Linked DNA regions of Drosophila melanogaster: regions 1 and 3 are each linked to region 2. A link is a contact called in public Hi-C data. All regions are on one chromosome and are shown on one strand. The core of a region is the stretch at or near the end of the contact, and the rest is flanking DNA. Distances in the headings are between cores, read along the strand shown. Region 1 holds the start of CG1146. Region 2 holds the start of CG13917. Region 3 holds the start of CG13810.

Region 1 (4,168 bases), core at 776-3,275, 910 kb before region 2:
TTGTGTCCACAAAAATATATGTGTGTATGTTCTGAAAATTATCCAGATCTCATTGGACGTTCAGTTTCTAAAGTGTTTTCAAGAGCTGGTCATTACACTTCGAAGATTTTGATTCTTTCTTTTCAAATATTTTTAGGTATTTATGTATTAGTTTCTTGTTTATCCAAGCTTTGTTTTCGGGTTTGCAATGTTTTGTACCGGTTCAGCTTGAGTTCAATTTGTTTTGAATAAAAAGAGCTTGGTAAGACATTTAAAAAATTATGAGTGACATTCAAAACATTGCAAACTCCTATCCAAAGTTTCGTAGTTTTAAGGATAACATTCTCACACACCCACACACCTTTCTTCAAGTGGTGTCCACTGCGTTTTGCACTTTGCGACTGCCGCTTGCATTAATATTTATATTTATATTTCCATTAGTGCGTATTTTTATCTTGGCCCGACATCTGATAGCCCGAGCTTTATTTATTTATTTATTTATTTAGCAGCTATTTAGTTTTTTGCGAGCTGTTTCGGATCGGATTCTTTTGTTTCTTCAGCCGCTTTTTGTATTCCGTTGCGCCTCGCGGTCGTTCTCCTCTCTTCGGCTCCTCTTTTCGAACTCAGACGTGAACGCGAATGTCGATGCGAAACTCAGCGGTGCGATGCGAAACTGCTCCCCAAAGCGGGGAGCTTTTGCTCTCCCCCACGCTCTCTTGCTCGCTCGGCTGCTCTCTTTGGCGAGCGCAGTCGCCTTAAGCTCGCTCTTCAAGAGAGAGCAAACCTGCTGCACTTGCGCAGAATTCTTCTTGGCAATCTGATGATGCTGTTGCGCTGTTGTTGTTGTTCGGGCTGCCATTGTTGTTGTTCTGGTTGGGTCAAGTAGTTGGTCATGTCTGATAAGAGCGTGCGCGTGCGAGGGAGCCAGCAAATGGGCAACTTTCATTTCAAAGAAGTTCTTTTAGCAAACCTTAACCCTTTGCGAAATTTATACTGTATGTATAACACTGACATAAGTATTATAATTTTTGATTCTGAGTTTTGTAGTTCATTAGTAGCATGTTATATTTTTCAGCTTCTTTTAGGAATATATCTCTTTCAAAATTAGTGTAAATATTTGCTGCGGTTTCCACATTTCCACTGCGCTCTGTATCATCTTCGGTTTTATTATATTTGCCTGGTTTATCAGAGACGCGACATATGCAAACAGCTCACGTAGGTAAATAAACCAAATATAGAAAGGCACGATCAACAACAACAAACGGAGCAACTGGGGTGCCTCTTTGTGATTTATGGGAATTAATTGCTAATTGTTGATTTTGCGCCCCTTAGAAATTTGTGTCATCTTTTTGTAAAATCTTCCCATCTAATATAGACATTTGCATCGCGACTAGATGTGAAAACAGATGCGCCTTTCGGATTTCAGAACACATTTTGTGTCGAGCAGAGTGAAATACTTATTTCTGAATCATTTGCGTGGGTTCTGGTTCTTTTCTACGCGATTTGTAATGGCCAAAGAGATTGCGGTCACTTCGGAGATTTCATGTCAAATCTTATTTTATTTTGACAGTCGCACTTTGAGAAAGTTTTGTATTTACAGGTGGGTGGGTAGTCACGTATGTATGTGTGCTTATTTGTGCACACAAGTGGAATAGCCAGCCTTGAAACACTTTGGTATTTATATATCGCTTTTCATAATTTCATATTTCACTTTTTCTTTTCAGCCGCTGCCAAGCGAATGCGAACAAAAAACAAAAAATAATAGATAAGTAAAAACAGTGCCATTCGCTTCCTGCTGCATTCGACAGTTTATGCAACTCAGGAAACCACTTCGCATTACTTTTTATGCAACTCGCAGCGGGCCTCCAGTTTTATTTTTATTTTTAGTTGTCGCTTATCAATTTTAATGTCAATTGAAACCGGCAGCGGGTAATAATGCATACTAATAACAATAGCAACAATGTCTGGCGAATCGAGAGCTCAAATCAAACTCGAATTGCCGCTGCGAAGTGCGAACCACTCGCTTCCAAGTCGCGATTGAAACTGCCTCGTAAATTTACAGACCGCCGAAGTCGGGAACTCGGGATCGCATCGTATCGCATTGGATCGGATTCTTCAAAAGCCGGGTCTTCGAGGAAAACGAAGCTCCGAGTCTCCGACGACGAGGAGGAAGACGAAGCTGCCAAGACGACAGCTAAGAAGGCTTTTTAAATTAAACTAAGCGTAGTAAACAAGATCATTGTGGGCATGCCGTGAAAAAGGGTAAATTATAAAAAGGGTGATTTTAATGTGACAAATATCAGCTATGAAACTGAACAAGTAATGGTTCTTTGTAATTACTACTCAATTCTTATTTCGAAATACATTATTGTTAAGGAAGCTGTTTTAAGTCTTACTTTTACATGGTACCAAAACTTAACAAAAATTCGATCGTCTGTATACACACACATTTTCTGTACACTTCGTGACTGGAATGTGACCAAATAAAAAGGGACAACGAAATTTTTGGGCTGGGCCCACATCTGCCCAAGCTGATGAGATGAATCACCAGAGAAGAGAAGAAGGCAGCCAAGAAGGCCTAACGCGAAATTCATTTAGTCGCACTAAAAATAAACCAATGCAAGTTCAGCAACTTGAGGCACAATGATGTAATTGTCTAAAAATTCAATAGCTGCCAAGAAACTAAGAAAAAAGGTAGAGGATCGAGAGCAGCAAGCCACCTTATCTCGAGAAGTAATGAATCACATACAGAAGCAATAAAAGTAATCAGCAATAAGCAGGCATTCTTGCAGCTTGTAGATACATCGGCCAGATACAGATACAGCAGCAGATATATATATATACAGATACAGATACAAACGGGGAAAACAGAGGGCCGCAGTTGATTTTAGAAGTTTATGAACAGCTCGGGCTACTGCTGTTTTTCTGCCCCTTTCCGCCGCTGTTGTCACTGATGCGAGGGCATGGACTAATGAACAAGTACAGCAGCAACATCAACAGCACCGCAGCAACATTGCAGCATTGCAGCAGCAGCAGCAACTGCAACAATGATAATGAAGTAGACTGCGGCGAGCCGGAGCACAAAACTGCAAGTATATCAAATTTACAAAACAATTTACAACAGCAGAAGGCGAGGCCTGCAGCTGGAAGATGAGCACGTTCAAGATCTCCAGGCGGAGATCAAATGCTGCGGACCCTGCGAAGCCCCTAAAACAACAACTTCTGCCAGTTAGAAGCAGTCCAAAAGCAACCTTCGTTCGCCTCCTTTTCCATCTTTATTTCTTCACTTTGTAATTGTTGCTACAGTTAGGGAAAAAAGGTAAGTAAACTGCCCAAAAACATATATTATTTCCAAGAGCCAAGTGTTTGGTTTAATCAAAAAGTTAAAGATCAGACAAATATATTTGAAAGATATATTTTTTCTTTTTGCTTAGGAAGCAAACATTAATTTTCCAGTTGACACATTTTTTCTCTGAGTGTCTGGTCTGGCTGCTGTAGTTGCCTTTGGTTTGCTTTCTCAGATGCTGCGCTTGCCACAGCCCACAAGGCAAGTTTGGAAAATTATGGCAAAATGTAAGTTGGCAGTTGCCTCCAAATTGTGAAGGCAGGAGTAGAAAACTAGACACTGTCTATATATTTTTAGCTGCCCTCTTGGAACCGAAACTCCTGGATGCGAGATGCTGTGTGCTAGATGCTGTATTCTGGATGCGGCACTCTGGCGAGCCCTTCATTACTATGCGCATTTTCATTTGCTCCACTCCGTTTGTTCACTCGCTTTCTGCGATCGCGGCCTGATAAATTGTGCTAAATTACAAAGATTTCTTTCTGCCTTGACACGCGCTTGGGGACTGCGTCAAAGAGTTGGGCAGACTAATTGCGCATACGCCACCTGGGACGTCTGCCAAACAGCGCATGAATACGAGTGTCTCGCGTCCATCAGAGCAGAGAAAACAGAAATTCATCTTAATTATTAATAAATTGTACTATAATGGGCGTCAAGTGTCGTGGGGCGGAAAATGAGGGTAGAACTTTGGGTGGGGGAACAAGCGAAATGGGCACTCCCTTGCAGATGATCTATCTTCTCTAAATATATGCTCTGCACATTGACCTTGTCCCACTGTGCTGTCGTCAAGCACACAGAAAATAATACTTTGTAGTTTGCAATACAATGCAATATAAATAAAAGTCT
Region 2 (4,426 bases), core at 1,092-3,591:
TGAAAAACGGGAGACAAGTAAAAAGTCGGTAGCGTTCACTTACTCATTTACATGTGGCTGCGCCCCCTAACGGTAAAAACATTTGTAATTGCCATTTGTGCGGAGAGTCAAGTGTCAGCTGTTTGCTCACCTCCCCCTTCTACGTTCGTCTCTTTCGCACTCCCATTCTGGAGCCCGCAACATGGCGTCATGGCTGCGGCATCCCGCTCGCACACACACTGAGAAGAAAACCATGTGTGGTCGCAACAAATGCGACAATTAAAGTAAGTGAGGCTTGGCGAACTATTGTAAATTACAGTGTGGCTGAGGAGAATTAGAGGGAGAACGAATTCTGGGTCAGCGGTGGAAATGAGCTCATGTGCCTCATGTACAGTGGTCACTGGTCAAGAGGAATCTAATTTAAAACTTATGGTTAAGAAAAAGAATCTTTCTGTTAGTAAAAGAATGGATCCTAAAGTTTCCATTAATATTTGTATTTTATGATGTCAATGAATCATATGAATGATAATGCTGCTAACTTTAATTTACTTCTATTTACCTATTTACCTAAGTTTCAGTGAAAAGATAACACTGGCACTTTCATACTTATGATAAGTAAACATAAACAATCTCGCGTTACTGGCGCCCCGATATGAAGTGATATCCGTCGTAATACCGTAGGCATTTTTGGGGCACTAGACTGATTGAGCCTCATTGATTGATTGGCGGAAGGCGCTAAATTTACTGAATCCTAAAAATAGCAACTTTGGCAACCTACTTTCCCAGAAACAATTAGGAGTTTCCGCTTCACTCAGTTATACTGGTTTCCCAATTTCCCAGTTTCAATCGATAGGTGATTTACCATATGAGCAAACGTACATTGTATGTGAGAAGTGTAGTATTTGGTCGAGATAAGGATAAGAAGTGCAGTGGAACAGTGACGCAGAGGAAGCCCCGCAAGTCCATTGGCCACTTGACTTTTGGCCAAATCGAAATGCCCACGCTTTTGGTTCTTTTGACTCGGGGTCCAGAAACAGCGTGCGCTAAGCGTATAAATTTAAACGCGTACAGCTGTTGGCATTTGAATTTCGACTGAGTCACTTAATTTGCGGTTCGCAGAATTTCGTGTTGGTTTGATTGATTAACTATAGTTGCTGGCATTTTCTCTTTTTGTCCGTGCGATGATGCTCTCGCATATGCAAATTGGGTTAATAACTGATTTCCATGTTTGCATTCGGTCTTAGATGACTTTTATTTTCACAGCTCTTACGGCCAAGTGGGTTTCTTATTGATTTTTCTCGTTTGCATGGGGAAAATGCACTGGGGAGGAGGCGGGGGAAAAAGTGGGCGGAGGGACCGCCAAAATACGCGTTTTTTTCTTATAGCGGCTTATTTGTTGTTTGCGGCTCACACGGATAGTAAAAGCCTGTATGCATGTGTGGGTAGGCGAGAGAGAGGTAAGGATAAAAGAGAGGGCGGAGTGTGCGGGAGAGAGAGAGGTCCGATTCCTACCCCAATTCACGCCTGCTGGCTCCAAAACAGCCCACGCATACACATGCAGGACGAGAACACAGCTGCAGCGGCGCTGATTTATTGATTTTTCCTCGGGATGCCATGCCATCACCCGCTTCCACCAATTACATAAAATGTTACTATTAATTTTCGGAGGGCAATCAAACGAAATGGCGAATAAAATTAGCCACAAAGGAGGTTAAAAATAGACTTTTCTCGTCCGCCCTTGAAAAGATTTTTTTATCAACCGTTTCTTTTCTACCTGCCATTTGCACAACACACACACGCACACACACTCGCAGAGGCGGCCAAAAAGGAGGCGAAAAAGGAGAGAAGATAGCAAAACCCACACGAAAACAGCAAAACTCCGCGATTTACAAGATTGTGTGTGTATACATATACTTGGCTTGTACTTACGTTTTAGTTAGTTCGGTTAAAACAAGCTTAGTTCGCAGGAATCGCTGGGGAAAATCTCGTTTTCGTACTCCTCTTTTGATTAATTTATTGCTTTATTGCACGACACTTTCATTGGCATATTTCTTTTGATTTCTTGCGCGTTGCATTTAATTCAGGACTGAACAGGATTTTAGCTTGTTTTTTAACTACGCGCTTGTTGTTGTTGTTGCTGCTGCTGCTCGCTGGGCAAAAAGAAAACTGGTTTTTCCGCACAACTTCGTTTTTTCGCTTGCGTGTTTCTCTTGTTTTCTGAATAATAAGCCGATAATCGCGGCAATTGGCATTAGATTTAGAACGCGGCCGAATCGATTCTTTTCGCAGGTCCACTGTTAAATATTCTTTCGGTTTCTTTTAAAAAATTTAACGCCGCGACAAAAAACGCGAGCGATTCCTGCGGTTTAAAGGGGTTTTGCAGTGTGGCCGCAGCCGGAATGTACAAAGTTACTAGCGAGCGCGATAAAGGGACCGTTCAGCCTAGACACGTCAATACCAAGTGCTTACACCACCGCAGACTTAAACCCTTTCTTAAATGTACAATAAAAAAGGTGGCAACAAGAGATGGATCAATTTGAATGCTAAACATAACGGTTTTAATAATTAAATTTTAAAATGAATCAAAAATTTTACTTTAATGAATACAATAATTAACAAAAGAAGCCTTTTTGAACAACCAACGCATCTTATAAAAACTATAAACCTTAACTTACCAATAATTATTACCAATCATAAATAAAACATTGGATATATTATATACATAAATGGATTTAGAGTACTTTATGACATTTACTTTATTCTCATTTCATATTAATAACGAAAAAAATGTACATAAAAACGTTGCTGCCTTGGTTTTCCTTCACTTTGCCCCCGATAATTATACATAATTTGACGTTTCCTACGTTTCTTACGCTCTGCTTCCGGTTCCGGTCACCACGCTGGTCCAGAAACACACGTAATTTGATGGGAAGCCTGGCTAGATATCAAAATACTGTTCTCGACCGATTTCAGACCGATTTCAGCCAATGGTCTGGAGCACCTCGTTTTCTCTGTACAGGGTAAAATTCTTTTATACACTTCGGGCCCGGAAATAGTCCTATTACTTGGAAACTGGTTTCTGGACCTGGTCTCATTCATTCAACTAACGAATTCGCTATAGGTTAGCTATGTATTGTGTTAAGTATGCTTTAAAAATTAGCCTTGGCTTATAAATATATTTGTGTGTAGATTTTCCTCAGCTTTTCCGCCAGTTTATTGTAGAAGCAGCCTGTAGACGGTTCGTGAGACGCAAGAAGTGCATTTGCAGTTCGGTTTTCGCTAGTTTTGATTTCTGTTCAGTTTTTTTTTTTTTGGTTCGCTTTACAATTGAATTGTCAGACAAATGTACACAAGATAAATGGAATCAAAGCGAATCAAATTACATATGCGGTGTAAAATTACAAAATACCTTTGCGCAGATTAAGTCGTATTGGGGTGGTGGACCACTGTAGTCTATAGATAATGCTTCAAAATTCTCTATATAAATCATCAAATTGGTTAAAGCAGAAGTGCATCCATTAAAATAAAAAAATTGTACTGAACTTATCCATAGACTACACTTCTCTAGCCACACACACCCCACTTTACAGGGTATATCATTACGTTATCTTTAATCTTCCGCCCAATGGGTCGTGTGATGCTGCTCGGCTAGGCTACCTAAGATTATTGTACAAGCGACAGAATCAGCACACTGGATAGACCAAACGAAACGAATCGAATCGGATCCGAACGAAAGACTCGATTTTGTTAACAATAAGTGGGACCATCGATCCCGATCTCTCCATTCCTCTACTGGTACTCATCGTCGCTGCTCAGCAGCATGGTCTTCTCGTTGTAGTTCTGGCTGATGGTCGCCACCCGCTGGCCGCCGGGCTGGAACTTCCTCTGGTTGCCCAGCGTCTTTGAGGCCATGCAGTTGCTGCCGCCGTTGCCGCCAGATCCTGGTCCAGTGGCCACCGCATCGTATCCACCGCTGGTGGGCTGCGACGCCTGCATGCCTCCAGCTGCTGCTCCCGAGCTGGGATCGTCGGGATCGTAGCTGGAGACGCGAATGCCGCGGGAATTCTTGCCACCTGTGCGGGTTTCATTGGAGGGAATGGACTTAATCGTTACGGGTCACACAGATCGAGGGTCTAACTTATTAACAAGAAACATTAGATCATGCCATGCTTGTCACAACCATTCCTCGATTAAGTATGTTACTGAAGATTTTAGTTATTAGTTAATTCTACGATAAAAATCTTAATCGAGGCACGGATATATGATATATATAGTTGGAAAGAGGCCAATAAACATGCAACGAAGAAAACGAGGCGAGGCAAACAGTTGTCAAGCTTATCGTACATTTATTGCTAAGTATTTTAGATATTTTATACAATTGGTTTAAACATTTACAAACAGAAGTAAATAGAAGGACGACGAGAGCTTATCACAAAAGGGTGGTCAA
Region 3 (3,989 bases), core at 642-3,141, 610 kb before region 2:
TAGGTTTATGTATTAAATAGAGAATATCTGACAATGACTTTAGATGCCACTGTACACTGGCGATGAATATAAATAACAGAGCAAATCCAATGACAGCACTACCGAGATTGAGTAATGATTGGGATATATAAAACACAATCGCTTGGCGGTTTAAAGTGCAACACTTTATTATCAGAACTTGTCGCCTTTGTGGTTCTCCGCGGTGTCACTCCCGCTGATCGGATACTGCTGAAAGACCCTGCTCCTGCCCAGCTGCACGGATTCCAGCTGGTTGGCGGGCTTGTTGTGGGCCAGAAAGTGGTTGGTGTGCCAGAACTGGGTCTGCTCCGGGGGCAGCGACTTCCGTCGGATGCCCAGCAGGCGGTTGCGTACATCGACAAGGCTGGCGGAGTGCGGCTGGAGCCACTGCACCACAGGAATGGCCAGGGCAGTGAGTCCCTGAGTGATTACACTCACTATTATCAGGGCAATCCATGTGTCCGTGGCGTAGGACTCGTATTTGGAGCCCTCCATAACGCACAGTTGCAGAATGAATCCTGCGGCCAGGGCCAACTCTGTGTGGAGAAAGGGTGAGCACTCCAGGAGCCAGTGGATTCCCTGGCTCGAAAGCACACCCATTGTGATGTATATGAGGCAGAGGAACAGGAAACAGTGTTCCGACTGCTCATCGCTGTAGATGCACAGCAGAGCCACAATCGAAGTTATCTGAATAAGTCCGAAGAGTAGGTACACCAACTTGGGGGTGTATCTCATCAGGAGCAGTGCTCCAAAACTGGTGCCAGCCGAGTACAGGACAAAGGGTATATAGAGCTGGGTTTGCTGCAAATAGCCCACCGTGCTGCTCCACGTTAGCTGCATGTAGGTGGGTGAGAAGAGAAGGCAGCTCTTCTGGAGGCACACCAGCGATCCTCCCAGGATCAGCACCAGCCACTGCCGGCTTTCCTTCAGTTCGTAATCCGTTCTGTCCACAAACTGCGCCAAAATCGCCTGGCGCGGCAGAAAGACCATCTTCTCCTCGTTGAGTAGATTAAACACCAAATCCCTTGATTCTTTGTAGTTAATGCAGCCAGTATGGTGCAGCAGCTCGTTTAGACAAACCAGGCAGAGTAAGAGCAGATTAATTCCCAGAGCAATCAATCCGCTACGCTGCGGTTCCATCTCGTTGAAAATCACAAATCCTGTGGCCATTCCTCCGGCATACAGTGAGTTGGCCAAAGCGATTCTGGACGGTCGTGATCCTGAGGCATCACAACGCAGGCTCACGTAACTAAATCCGGCCAAGTACTGCACACTCAATCCCACGAAGCTGAAGTAATAACTAACAGCTGGCAACAAGAATGGAAAACTTAACCAAAAGGTTTGCAGATGTCTCTGTTTTTTATATGTCAACCCTAGCACATTCGTAAACATCTCTCTGATTTTATCGGGAAACGAATTCCATCGATTACTCACCCAGCTGTCTAGTCAGCATGAAGCAGCTCCCCATCAACGAGCAGAGAAGCCCATAGAAAATAATATAGTAGTGATCGTAGCTGTACTGCTGTTTCTTGTGCTTTCTGAGGGTCCAGCCCAGGGTTAGAGCCAAGGCCACCAACCCGCCCACCAGGGCGTACCAGTGAGGCCACAGGTTGTCGTACACATAAGCCGACTTGGCGTAGTAACCCAAGGAGAAGCCACTGGCCCACAGACAGCCGAGGACTGGGAAGTGGCCAGATGGCCAAATGGAAAATAAGAGCTTCGGGTAATAGAGCCTGCAAGGGTCTTACCCAACAAATCCGGAAGTGACAACATGGCCATGAAACGCTTCCACACGTTATCCACCATCGATGGCAGCCTCATTCGGTTGGAAATTTACAGCACATCTACTCCAAGCGGAACGCGAGTTCGAAATGGAGATGCATTCGAAGTTTTGGTACTGCCGCCAGGTGGTTATCATCACTCGATACCCGATAGCACATCTTCTTGGGAATGTCTCCAAGGGAGTGGATAAGATAAGGTGTTCGGAACAAGCGACACCCTAATTAAATGCAGATGATGATGATGATTGGCCATAGAAACGCCAGCAAAGTATGGGAGCAGAGTGAATGAAGTTTCACAAGCGAATATTTATAGTTTTGGCTGGGGAAGTATGGCTATATATAGCTAACAGATACAATTGAACTGCAGCAGGGGGTCCGAAATGTATCTATAAGTTCTACGTCAGCGGCGGTCTCGATAACAATGTTATAAATCATGATGACTACAAATTAATATCATATGTTCCTGATTAATTCAAGCACTGCTTGAATCACTTTGTTTAATCGTGCTCTTATCACTATGACTCTATTCCTCATTCCAATTTATTGACATAATTTATAACATCGAATATCCCCGAGGGTTCGCATAGGAATGATAAGAGCGGGAGTAGTGAAACACAAAGCCATTTAAAGCCAAAAACAATCCTTTTATGATTTAGTATATTAGCTTTGATAGCTATTTTAAATGAGGTATCATAACTTTTATTCAAGTAATGACTTAATTAAGTTGTCGATAAATCTTGTAAATGAGATATTTATTATATGCATTTCATAATTGCTCAATATGGCTGCATAATTGGTTTTGCCGAAATATATTCTCTATCCTCGTTCTTACAGCTTCCCAGAGGTAAATAATATTCCCTGTTGGCCACAACTAACCCAAATTAACCTCTCCTCCCATCATGACATACTTTCCATCTTTCCATCTCCTAAAGTCCGGTGCTCCCCTTCAAAAAAGGACCCATTCGCCCGTCTAAGCAAGCTCATCTGAAACCCGACGCTAAGTGCATTCTTATTTACCACAAGCCCAAAAGCATGCTACACATTTTTGTGTGTTCTGCTGGATCCCCGGGGGTTTTATATGCACAAGATGTACAAGATGTACGTATACAGCAGCACCCTCTTCTCCTTCCTTCCCAACCTCTTTACCTGGGGCTGCATCACGCTAATTAGTTGAAGTTGTGTTGCAAGTGTTGCAGTTAATTGACTTTTGACGACCCGTTGTCCGCTGCAGAGGAAGGGAATCTCGTCATGAAGGAGGACGAGGAGAAGGAACCGGAGCTGCAAAATCCTCGGTTAACCCCATAGCTTTTTATGTGAGGGTTTTTTTTTTCTAGCTGCACTCTTTCCACTATCCGGGCGAAGGATTTTCGCTAAAGTTCACTGGGATTTACTTTTCGAGACGCTTATGAATTCAATGAAGCAAACACTAAGCTGCCTCTCAGCACTGCTCCTTTGGCCCTCGGAAAAGTGTTGCCTTTTCGAGAATGCTCGGGGCCAACTATCTCGCTTTTTCGCTTTTCCATTCGTTTTCCCAGCTTCTTCGACTGCTTAACAAGATTTGCGCTGTAATTACGCATTAAATAAGTCCGGGGAATGCAGTCTGCTGCCCGCTACTCCTTATAAACACTTCACGTCTTGGGCCATAAAACTAAACACATTGTGCGGCCATAATAATAAATTCTGTTCACTGGCAGCTGCAAGCTGCAACCAGCGTAAATAATAGCAAATGAAATTATTTTCTAATGGTCTAGAATCGACCGTTTGATGGCTAGTAATATAATTTAAGCACCGCCATGGGAGATAGCGATGGCGATGGATTGATTTAACCACTAAATACTCTGGAATTGTTTCCGTTCAGCCGTTAAGTAGTTAAAGTTGATTTCTCTTGGAAACTATAGAATATAAACTTTTATTGAAGCATAGATACATTGATCCTTAATGTGGTTTTGCCACAACGAAGGGAGTACCTATAAAGTGCATTCTATGGGAATTTCGAAAGGTAATGCAATGCACCTTTAAGAGTAATATCATAAGCTTAGTGCTTTCTGTGGCACCTCCGCTTGCCGCTTGGCTTGCCTCATGCAATTTAACTAGAATATCAATTTATGCGATCTGAAATACCCAGCGATACCCCGTGGCCATCGCTTGCAACAACTGCGATGACGACGACAACAACCGGGAAAGTGCATT

What was found. Hi-C and Micro-C count contacts between places; a contact is called where the count stands out from the background.
Region 1: a Hi-C map of the Kc167 cell line shows a contact between it and region 2, with 2.6 times the contacts expected there. A contact is called at or near these places in 2 of 107 Hi-C or Micro-C datasets (the Kc167 cell line and the ML-DmBG3-c2 cell line).
Region 3: a contact with region 2 is called in a Hi-C map of the Kc167 cell line, with 1.7 times the contacts expected there. A contact is called at or near these places in 2 of 107 Hi-C or Micro-C datasets (the Kc167 cell line and the S2 cell line).

What each region holds. Positions count from the first base shown.
Region 1 is chr3L:2,486,661-2,490,828 of dm6, reverse strand. CG1146 reads right to left here and starts at 2,025. Exons shown (of 2, transcript NM_167951.2): 1 at 1,939-2,025. All of the region lies in intron 13 of Svil (Supervillin), which reads right to left.
Region 2 is chr3L:1,574,614-1,579,039 of dm6, reverse strand. CG13917 reads right to left here and starts at 2,341. Exons shown (of 5, transcript NM_139371.4): 1 at 1,909-2,341. It overlaps Tmep (Transmembrane endosomal protein), which reads right to left. Exons shown (of 8, transcript NM_001299970.1): 8 at 2,710-4,052. The coding sequence ends at 3,769.
Region 3 is chr3L:2,183,832-2,187,820 of dm6, reverse strand. It overlaps CG13810, which reads right to left and starts at 1,891. Exons shown (of 3, transcript NM_139440.3): 1 at 1,767-1,891; 2 at 1,453-1,698; 3 at 145-1,325. The coding sequence starts at 1,839. The coding sequence ends at 172.